2 separate regions of the Arachis hypogaea genome follow, and region 2 is linked to region 1. Evidence: chromatin contacts called from public Hi-C data. All regions are on one chromosome and are shown on one strand. The core of a region is the stretch at or near the end of the contact, and the rest is flanking DNA. Distances in the headings are between cores, read along the strand shown. Region 1 holds the start of LOC112715109 (D-cysteine desulfhydrase 2, mitochondrial). Region 2 holds the start of LOC140175572 (protein MAIN-LIKE 2-like).

Region 1 (5,289 bases), core at 1,292-3,791:
GCGCACGATATCATGGTGTGAAAATCTGCAGCATCAAATTCTCTCTCTCTTTGCTCTCTGCTTGCTAGGCAATTATCGTATTGCTTCACAAATTGAATCATGGAGCTGTTCCATGTGATGAACTTGTTGAAAGATATGTGCATGCCCTCACTCCTTTGTGTGCTTCTCATCCGGACCCCAAAGTGGTGATCCAGGTAAACTTGAATGCATAAATGGTGATCTTCGTATAGCTTTGTAGAATGAACCAAAACATGAGCCCATATAAACTGAAAGATGTGCACGTTTAACAAAAAAAGTAACGGCGTCAAAATAATTCGAATTAAAAACGTTAGTTACCTGAGAGCCACTTATTGCCTCATACGCCAAACTTTGTGACATGATCGTTCCAATTTCTGTAGAATGTGTCTTTTGAGAACGAGTTCCAAACGACATGGCTCATCTCTTATTTGATTTCTTCGTGTCGCTTGTAGCCGTTTAATTTGCTTGGGATCTTTTTTATGATGTGCTTGATACACTACTGGTGAATTATTGTTGGCATGCACATCTCGATGGCCCTTTGCATCGATGCGCATTGGTCGGTAAGGATGCCTTTTGATGCCTTCCTTCACATGCAACGGAACCAACATTCAAATAGCCATTTGAATGATCGGATGCCTTCATTTTTTATCAGAGCGCATCTGAGAAGTGTTGACTGACTATAATGATTCACACCCACAAAAGAACTAAAAACCAGATTGTACCTGTATAAATGGACACTCTCACACAGTTATGAACTGAAATGTGTAGATTCTGTGAACCTAAAACTATATGTTAGTGAACAAAATACTTGTTTGTGTTGTAGGTGGTGTCAAATGAAACCACGTCTCCGAAATACTCGCATGTAGCCCAGCTTCTTGCATCGGTCCAAAATGCATTTTTGATGGAGTGATCGCCTTCAAGGTTAAGCTCGAAAGAGAAATTTTGATTCTTCTCTTTCATTCTTAATAAGTACTTCCCAAATTCTTTGGCATCGTCTTGTTCGAAAACATTCTGTACGTCCCTTGTGATGTAATTCCGAATGTCTTTTCTATAATACTTAGTTCCTGATTACTTCTCGCTGCTGCTGCGAATGATTAGTATGTTTTGCTCAGTTTGATTCCGGCTTCGTCGTTGTTTTTGATGGTACGACGCACAAACATGCTTAGCTCCCTGTGTTGTTTGAGCATCTCTGTTCGGTCTGGATAACATGGGTGTGAATGATTCAGAATAACTTTGGAAATTATCTAAAGACTGACGTCCTTCAATATGTGTACATAAATCCTGGCTGGATAATTTATGATGGTTGAGGGGTTTGTCTTCAGAGTTGGAGATATCTTGGATTTTCACCTCCCCTCTCTGCTGCATACGATTAGTTGATTCTTAATCTCGTCTCCCTTCTGAGTCGTGTTCCTTACTTTGGTAGAAAAACTGGCAAGTTTGGAATAATTTTTGTAAAACTTTCTAACTTTTTTTAGTGTCTTAAAAATCATCCCAATCTTTGGGACAAATTGTTCATCCATAACACACTTAGACTGCAGAATGAACCGAACATATTTTTAAAGTGAAACCATTGTATAGTACTAAATAAACGAAACATTGTCTATTATATAAATTCAAATTCGAACAACTATCTGCATAATGAACCAAACATATTATTAAAGGAAAACCATTTTATAGTACTAAATGAACAAAGTATTGTCCATTATATAAATTCAAATTCGAACAACTGTCTGCATAATGAACCGAAAATATAAATCAAAGCGAAAACAATGTACAATGCTAAATGAGCCGAACATTGTATATATAAAATCAAATTCAAAACATCTGTGTTTGCAATTTAGAGATTATCAATTCAATTCAAAACACATTCATCTATTCAATTCAATTCAGTTCAATTTAATTTAGCAATTGTATTCCATTCAATTCGATTCAAAATTGAATAATCCAAACCTCGTATGCTTGATAAGATTTAGAGGAATAATCCAAAGCTCTCATTCAACTTATTTAAAGTTGAATCATTCATTATTTTGATAGCCTATTGAAATCTAAAAATGAAAAAGATAAATCTACAGATCGAAAAAGAAAACAAAGAAGAATAGTAAGAAGAACGACGAGCAACAGAAAAAAAAGAAGAAGAACGACAAATAGCAGAGCAGATCCGAAAATTGCAATGTAGATTGTTAACATTTAAGAAGAAGCTTTAGGCAATAGAAATAGGAGAGGGGTGCACATATATTTCACATAATTTGGTGGAGGCGCCTCTAAAAACAAAAAAAGTTCAGAATAGTTTTGTTAGAATTTTTGTATGGATGTAAAACATATTATTGTTTATGAATTTATTATTAATGACTACTCCAATCAAGATTTTATGATTATCATTATGTAAAGATATTTTATTTTGACCATTAAATAATAGATTATAAGACTTAATTTTTATTTAAAGTAAAAGTATTATCTTTATTTAAAATGTTACTAAACAAATAAGTTATATTTTTTAAACAAGAATCATCGTGAAAAAATATTGTTGCGATTCATGATAGTAGTTGCCTTTATCATTTATCCTTGTTGATTGAGCAATGCCATACCTCCCAAAATAGACAAGCTTAGCTCCTTTGCTCTGGCTGGCGCTCGCGCTCTCCCTCTGTACCTGAATACTGAACTCTAACCACAATGAACTGACCGACGTCTTGTAAGATGCGAAAGTGCTATGACATGAAGCTCCAACAATTTCCCGCTAAGAATGTAGCAGTCACCATGTTAAACGCGATTCAAAATTCTAACACTCTTCAGGTACACTATACTTTATCCTTTCCTTTTTCCAAGCAATTCTATTTGGGTTTACTATTGATATTTGCTCCTATTATATTTAAATAAAAAATACAGTGAAGTTGTTGCCACTTGTTATGTAGTTAAATGTAGTTGTTTTCCTTTTTCTCATTTTTACTCAATTGAATTAAGCTTAGACATATCTAATCGTTCTCATGATTAGGTGCTTTCAAAACCTAGATTTAGAAATGAGGAATTTATGGAAAAGATACTCAACAGAAGATGGACACTGCCAAGCCCTGAAACAAAGATTCACCAAGTTATAATACCTAGACATGGATCAGATGGTTGTAATTTCCTATTGAACACCGTTCCTGATTTCGGTCATGGCGCTAGGGATATGAAAAATAAAGGGAAATGCTTCTATGTGGTGCGTGACGATTTGTTGCACCCACTAATTAATGGCAACAAAGCAAGAAAGTTGGATGGGTTGATTCCCCTTATTGAAGACTATTCTGTGACTGATGTGGTAAAATCATTCTCATCAATTTGTTAAAGTCATGTTTAACCATTACTTTCTGTTGAATCATGTTCTTTAACAACCTTTAACCATTCTCTGGTGGCTCGTTTTATTGGCTTTGGAAGAATGGATTCCTTTTTGTTAGATTCTTGAGCCTTCAATTCATTCAGTTAAAGTGGCCTTAACAGAATCAGGGCTCTTGTAAACTTTTTTTGTTACGTTTTTTTTTTTAAAACTCATTTTTACTCTATATAATTAGGATATTAGATTGCTGTATGTAATCAGTGTCCTTGATTTGTTCTGAATTTTTCTTGGTTCTAGTAACTTTTACTAAATTTTCTTAACTTTAGGATTTACAATATCAAATAACTTTCAGCTTGGGCATTTTCTAGGTTACATGTGGTGGTTGTCAAAGTGCTCATACAGCTGCTATTGGTAGGTAATTTTGTTTGTTATCGTTAATATTATGCTGATTTTTCTTTTTTAGTTGATGTTATATTACCTTTGAAATCAGAATTTATTTATTTATTTATTTTTTCTCCCCAGCGGTTCTGTGTGCTGAGAGAGGAATTGCATCACACCTGCTTCTACGAGGAGAGCAGCCTGAAATCTTAACTGGCTATAACTTGATGTCTACATTATATGGAAATGTCACATATGTTCCGAGAAATATTTATGCCGACAGAGAAAACATGCTTAAGGACTATGCTAAGTCGGTGGCTGGTAACAGTGGTTCTGTCATTTCGTTTGGCGATATCACTCAAAATTCTTCAACAACAGAATTGTCTACTGCAAATTTGATGGAATTTGATGTAAGTAGAAGTGACAGAAACCTTCAACGGAAATTTTTAATTGTCAATGAAGGTGCAGGTGATTCTGTAGCTCTACTAGGTAATCAGAAGATTATTCTTTTAGGAGGGGAAAAGATGGCATATCTTAAAGAACATTTCTTAATTTCTGTATTTTAATAAACAAGAAACAATGCCTTAATTGAATTTATCTTAAATGAGGCTTGGGTCCCAGTATCAATTGAACATCTCAACAGAAAATAGTCATAAGTAATTTAAAATGTTTACAAGAACAGAATTGACTTTATGAGAATGTATCCATTTTATTTATTTCCTTAAGTTGGTGCTTAGTTTAGTGAAGTCTAATTGCTGGTTGTTGCAATAACACTATGAAAATATTGTTTCTATGTACAGGTATGATTCGGTTAGTGCAATACTTATCACAGAGTCATTTACTTGGAAAAGAAAGGGCCTTGAAATTTGTTATAGATGCTGGAACTGGCACAACAGCTGTTGGTTTAGGACTTGCAGCCCTATGCTTAGGGTGTGTGCATTCCATTTCAGTTGAAAGTAATTTCAAATTATTTTACTTTGTCATGTTTCAAAATTTTGAGGCATAGTAGAATGACAACATTAAATCATCATAATCTTTGTTCTTGCTTCCGTGCAGGCTTCCATGGGAGGTACATGCAGTCATGCTGGCTGACAAAATTGATGGATACAAACAACAGGAGGAACGTTTGATTTCTGAATTCCAGAACCATTTTAATGTTCAGTTTAGTGACCACAACATAAATGAAGATGGTGGGATTGTGTATTGGGTGGAACGTGGTCGTCCAAGAAGGTAAGATTTCACTGTATGTATTGCTACTGAATTACATCTTAGAGTTATGAATTAAATATTAAAATTTAAGTTTCGTTGATCCTTTTGCTCCTTACTATCCCAACCTCAGCGAACCCTTCTCTGTCATGCCTGTGCCTCTCCCTTTTCAAATTTGTATAAAACTCATTTGCCTTCACCTACATATCACTGGACTCTTCAGCCTATTACCGAACACAGGCACTATATATATTGACCAGCCCCGCATCACTGTGGGAGGAGGGCATGCTCCCAGCTCCTAGTGTATCTAGATTTATAAGAAACAATTATAGGAGTAAAGACAGAAGACATAGAATGGTGACAAACATTCCATTCTG
Region 2 (5,289 bases), core at 897-3,396, 260 kb after region 1:
GGTATTCGCGGGGGGGGGGGGGGGGGCTGTGCGAACCCAAACTGACGCATAACTCGGTCCGCAGGGTGCCACTCGATACACTCGAATGACAACAACGGAGCAACGATATCACACACATCAAGATGTACATGTAACTCAACGGGTACGATTATTCCTTCGTACGGCCGCCACTCAAACTGCCACAGATAATTCCAATGTCAAAACCCTAACAGTAATGTATGGAACTAGGATTCATTAGAACCATAAATATTTACCTCCTGCATGTAGTCTATGTCATTCCTAAATGTCTCAACGGTCTTCTCTAACCATGCTGCGCTCCGTTCCGAATGACTCCACCTGAAACATGTGTATTTACGTTAATACCCCTAATTGAAACATGCATAATGAATATAATCTCTGACAAGAACCATAAATATTTACCTCATGGCAACTGGTATCTCAGCAGGTGGAAGGATATATCTCGGTACAGGCGCAATACACGGCATTCGCTCCCACGCCCAAACAAACAACAGATTAAGAGGGTCATCCATCTCCTTCGTATCATATCGTGATGCACGGCATAGTGCTCTATAAAGATGTGCAAGACATGCTGAACCCCAACTATAAGTATGGATCCGGTCGAAATCGCGAAGCAACGGTAGATACTTCGCATGGGCGTATGCGGTCGACTTATCTGTGAATAGGGTCGACCCTAACAGACAGAAAATCTGACATCTCACGTATCTCATTATGGACTCTTCAGTATCCAACGACTCTTCATCTCTGATACTTCGAACCCAACTAAGCTTTATATAGGATTTCGAGTTACGACTGAGCACCGGTTGACGTCCGAATATTGCCATGCTCTGACTCTGAACGAAATCACTACTACTATCAGTCCATCCACTTACAGGCTCTCCATCAATTGGTAACCCAAATATATGTGCGACATCTTCCAATGTCACTGTAACCTCACCCACCGGCAACACAAAAGTGTGAGTCTCCGGCCTCCACCTTTCAACCAGAGCAGCTAACAACGGTGAAATCCTCTTATCATCCCAATCCTAGATACGTGGTAGAATCCAGTGGCGCGTAAGTAGTTTTCGACCCTCGGATTCCAACTCTGTGGCGGATCCAATTTACGCACCAACAAATTTCTGTTAGGCTGCATCAACAAAAATATATTTGTTATATTAGTTATAACTATTCATTTATTAATAAACAAATATTACCATATCTATTTATAAAATGTATGTAATCACTTCAATTAATAATATTATTTACATATTTATTTATTTTAATATTTTATTTATTAAAATTATTAACGTAGACTGCAGTACCATTAACATAATTAAAATATTTTTTCTAATATTTTAATATTATAAATAACAACTTATATATATTTTTAATATTTATTTATTACTTTAACATTACCACATTTACATGCTAAACTTTTGAATATGTTCAAAATATACATATTTATTTACTTACAGTATATATATATTTTTATTTTATTAGAGTTTATATTTATATCGTAGAGAAATATATTTTTTTAAAAAAATTTTACTATATCGTATAGTATAGTATATTATAGTATAGTATTGTATTGTATAATATAATATTTTATTTTAGTATTTTTATATTAGAAAATTAATTTAAAATTAACAAAAAATTATTATTTAACATATTAAATAACAAAAAATAACAGATAAAATATATACAATAAAAATATAATTTACCAACTTACATATATAGGATGATCCAAATAATTTATTATATGATCCTCCGGAGCATTATAATTACAAACCATTTTTCAAAATAAATACAAAATAATTTTTTTTTTACTGACTCTTATTTTTTCACTCTATCCACTATGCTCCTAACAGCAACCCCTTTCCCTACAAAACCCTTCTTCCCTCTCACTACTACCTCTCACTACTACCCTTTCGGAGCTCTCTCTCAAAGTAACTTGAAACTCTCTTGTATATGAATGATGGAGGGAGGGGAATGCTCTTTATATAGAGCTTGAAGAGGCCACGCTTTGCTGTTTATCGGGGAGCCTGTCCCCTGCATGCCGGCACCTGCACCACGCCCCCCCGAGGTGAAGGACCTTGGAACTCCGCAACGCCAGCTGCACCTCGCCCCTGCGTGGTGTCAGACGCATGCATGGTCGCCGCGTCACCTCGCCCCTGCGTGGTGGTGACATGAAGTCTGTCAGCTTCACCACGCCCCTACGTGGTGTCAGAAGCTTCGTTGGTTGCCGCGTCACCTCGCCCCTGCGTGTTGACTGGCTATCCCACCACCCGGTAAATCACCCCAGCCTCCAATATTCTCCCAAAACACCACTTGCTTTTCCATAATAAAAATAAATTCTGTTATTTTGTTTTGGGTGTCCTATTATGTAGTAGTATATAAATTATTATTATTATTATTATTATTATTATTATTATTATTTGAAACCTACTCTATATTAGATAACAGAAAAGAGTTAATGTTAAAAGTATCTTCAAAAACGTATACATAAATTAATTTGGTCCCTCAAAATTGTTGGATCTTTGTGAAGAGCTCATTAAGTAAAAAAATATAAAATAAAAAGATGTCATATCTAACTTAAAATATTAAAATAATAAATTAATGTATCTTTTATCTTATAAATTTATTATTTTTTTATTTTTTTTAATATAGAACTAATTCTATATATCTTATACTTGCAACATTAATAAAAATAACAAAATTTAAAGACTTTTTTAAGACTTAGAATTTATTACGCATTTTATGTTTATAAATTAAATTAGTTTTATATCTACTTAAAAACATTACAGAAATTGAAAAACAATAATAAGAAACATGAAGCTTAGAAATTAGTCAAATTACCCATTAGGTATGAGGTTAAAATTAACTGTATATATGTAAAAGGTTTAACAATAGAACAAAAGAATTATATACAAGTCAACAAAATATGAAATTATATTCCATTTTTCTCTTGATTCTTCAATTTAAAATTACAAAAATATAAAAGTTTAAAATAGAAGAGAGAGTAAATTTATTTAATTTCTCTTGACCATTTTTTTCTTTCATTATATGAAACCATTCTTACCTACTATTTTAACAAAAACGAATTACATCATTAGGAAAAAGACAAGTTATTTAAATAAAATAATTAAAAATTAACTTTATCAAATTACAACTTCTTGAAATTTTATATTTATTTACAAATTTTCTATAATTATATAAATCGCTACTTGCACCAACAAATTTAAAACTAAACATAATTTGTTCCAAGTAACGATTAAAATAGAATTGGACAGAAATCACTATAAGCAATAGAATTTCTAAAGAAGGTACAACGTACATAAATTGTTGTTGGCTATAGCAGTTTATACACAAATAAAGATAGGTAAATCTGTGGCATACTGTAGCAGTTTATGCATAAATAAATTCTATCAATATTTTTTCACAATTAAAAATAGTTATAATATAATCAACATTTACGCTGAAATAATAATATGATTATTTATCAAATAAGAAAAAATACCATTAAACTAGGAATCGAAGGTGGTGTTGCGTGGTAGCAACAATAAGTTTAATTTTACATATTTTTTAATAAATAAAAATTTAAAATTTTTACTATCATTCAATTAAATTTATCTATTTTTAATATTTTTAGAAAATAATTTTAAAAATGTACTCTTTATTCTTTAAGTAAATAGTAATTACCTTTATTTACTTAAAAAAATAAAAAGCACAATACTCTTTTATTTTAGACAATAATAAGAGTATAATATTCAACTCTGTTTTTAAAAAAATTAATTTATTTTTAAAAATTCTTTGAAAATATATCATTTTAAAATTTTAAAATTTAACTTATCCAAATAATTTATTTTTACAAAACACTACTGTGGTAAAATTTAAAAATTTTATTTTTATTCTAGAAGTAACAATAAATATGTATAAAAAAACATATTTAAAATTATTTTCTAATAAAAATATTAAAAATTATTTTTATTACTTTTTGAAAGTGTTTAAGGAAAGAATTTAACATTTTAAGTTCTACGAAGATAAAAGAAGTTTGCAACTATAACCAATCGTATATAGTCATATAAAAAAAATTGATAAATTTAATTGAATGATAGTAAAAATCTTAAATTTTTATTCATTAAAAAGTATGTAAGATTAAATTTATTGTTACTACCAGACAACATCACATTCAATTCTTAGTTTATTGGTATTTTTCTTATTTAATAAATAATAATATTATTATATCAGCAGTCAAATATTAATTATATTATAACTATCTTTAATTTTGTCCAAAAAAAATGCTGATACATGTATAACTTTCTTGATATTAATAGTGAATAATATCTTGATTATCAAAGTTTTTATTCATGATTTTAAATATTTTTTAACACTTAATTTAAAAAATAAATATTTCTTTATATCTAATAATTTTTTTTATTTTCTACAAGAATATTTATTTTATAAAAATTATTATTTATATTTATAAAATTTGTCTCCAGACGTGAAATTATCCATGTCTCCGTTAATTTTTTAGTGTATCTCTGTCTAAAACAAACATAAAAAAAAATAGAAAGAAAAAAAGAGGGGGTAAACAAAACTGAAGTCTATAACAATGAGTAGTATGTAAGTGTATAAACAATCATTATAAACAAGAGTGTTAGCTAAGAGATAAACCTCTATAAACAAATAGGAGGGTTTTGCATCAGCTTGGATAGCAGGAAGATTCTGATATATTAATTGGACATCATATTTTTCATGAAAATATATAACAATTGATTTTTTTTTTTGTAATGCCATTAAGAGTAAACCTTAAAAGTAACGGTAGAAATAATAGGTGTGTAGTAAGGCCACGAGAATCATGAGAAATTTAACAAAAAAAATAGTGGAGCTTTATTTTTTATGTCACATAAACCATTCTTTAATTAAGAAACAATGTTAGTCGTTCTTTCTTTAGTTGTTTCAAGCATTATAAAAATTTTGTATCAAATAAAAAATGTAGTATTTACATTATATTATAGAGTTAATATAATCAATCTTTCATATTGGTTTGTCTCTGCAAAATATATAGAAAGTGCATTATTGTAGGTAGTGATTAATTTCATATTACTTTGTATTTATTAGAAGTCCAAATTTCGTTGTAGACTCAACAATTGGTATTATAGCTAATATTATATTATTCATTATTTGAGTGGTAAAATTCAAGTTTGAATACCATAACTTTCTACTAGTGAAAATGTCAAAGTAGGCAAATATGAAATCGAGAAGTTTAATGAGAAAAATAATTTTTTTTAT

The links. Hi-C and Micro-C count contacts between places; a contact is called where the count stands out from the background.
Region 2: a contact with region 1 is called in a Hi-C map of leaf, with 4 times the contacts expected there. The contact joins the promoter of LOC140175572 here to the promoter of LOC112715109 in region 1. A contact is called at or near these places in 2 of 8 Hi-C or Micro-C datasets (both in leaf).

What each region holds. Positions count from the first base shown.
Region 1 is chr10:9,631,004-9,636,292 of arahy.Tifrunner.gnm2.J5K5, forward strand. LOC112715109 (D-cysteine desulfhydrase 2, mitochondrial) reads left to right here and starts at 2,542. Exons shown (of 7, transcript XM_025766864.2): 1 at 2,542-2,808; 2 at 3,008-3,313; 3 at 3,697-3,739; 4 at 3,851-4,195; 5 at 4,507-4,636; 6 at 4,763-4,936. The coding sequence starts at 2,713.
Region 2 is chr10:9,888,688-9,893,976 of arahy.Tifrunner.gnm2.J5K5, forward strand. LOC140175572 (protein MAIN-LIKE 2-like) reads right to left here and starts at 2,147. Exons shown (of 5, transcript XM_072204086.1): 1 at 2,061-2,147; 2 at 1,127-1,144; 3 at 421-1,043; 4 at 255-336; 5 at 149-205. The coding sequence starts at 2,147. The coding sequence ends at 149.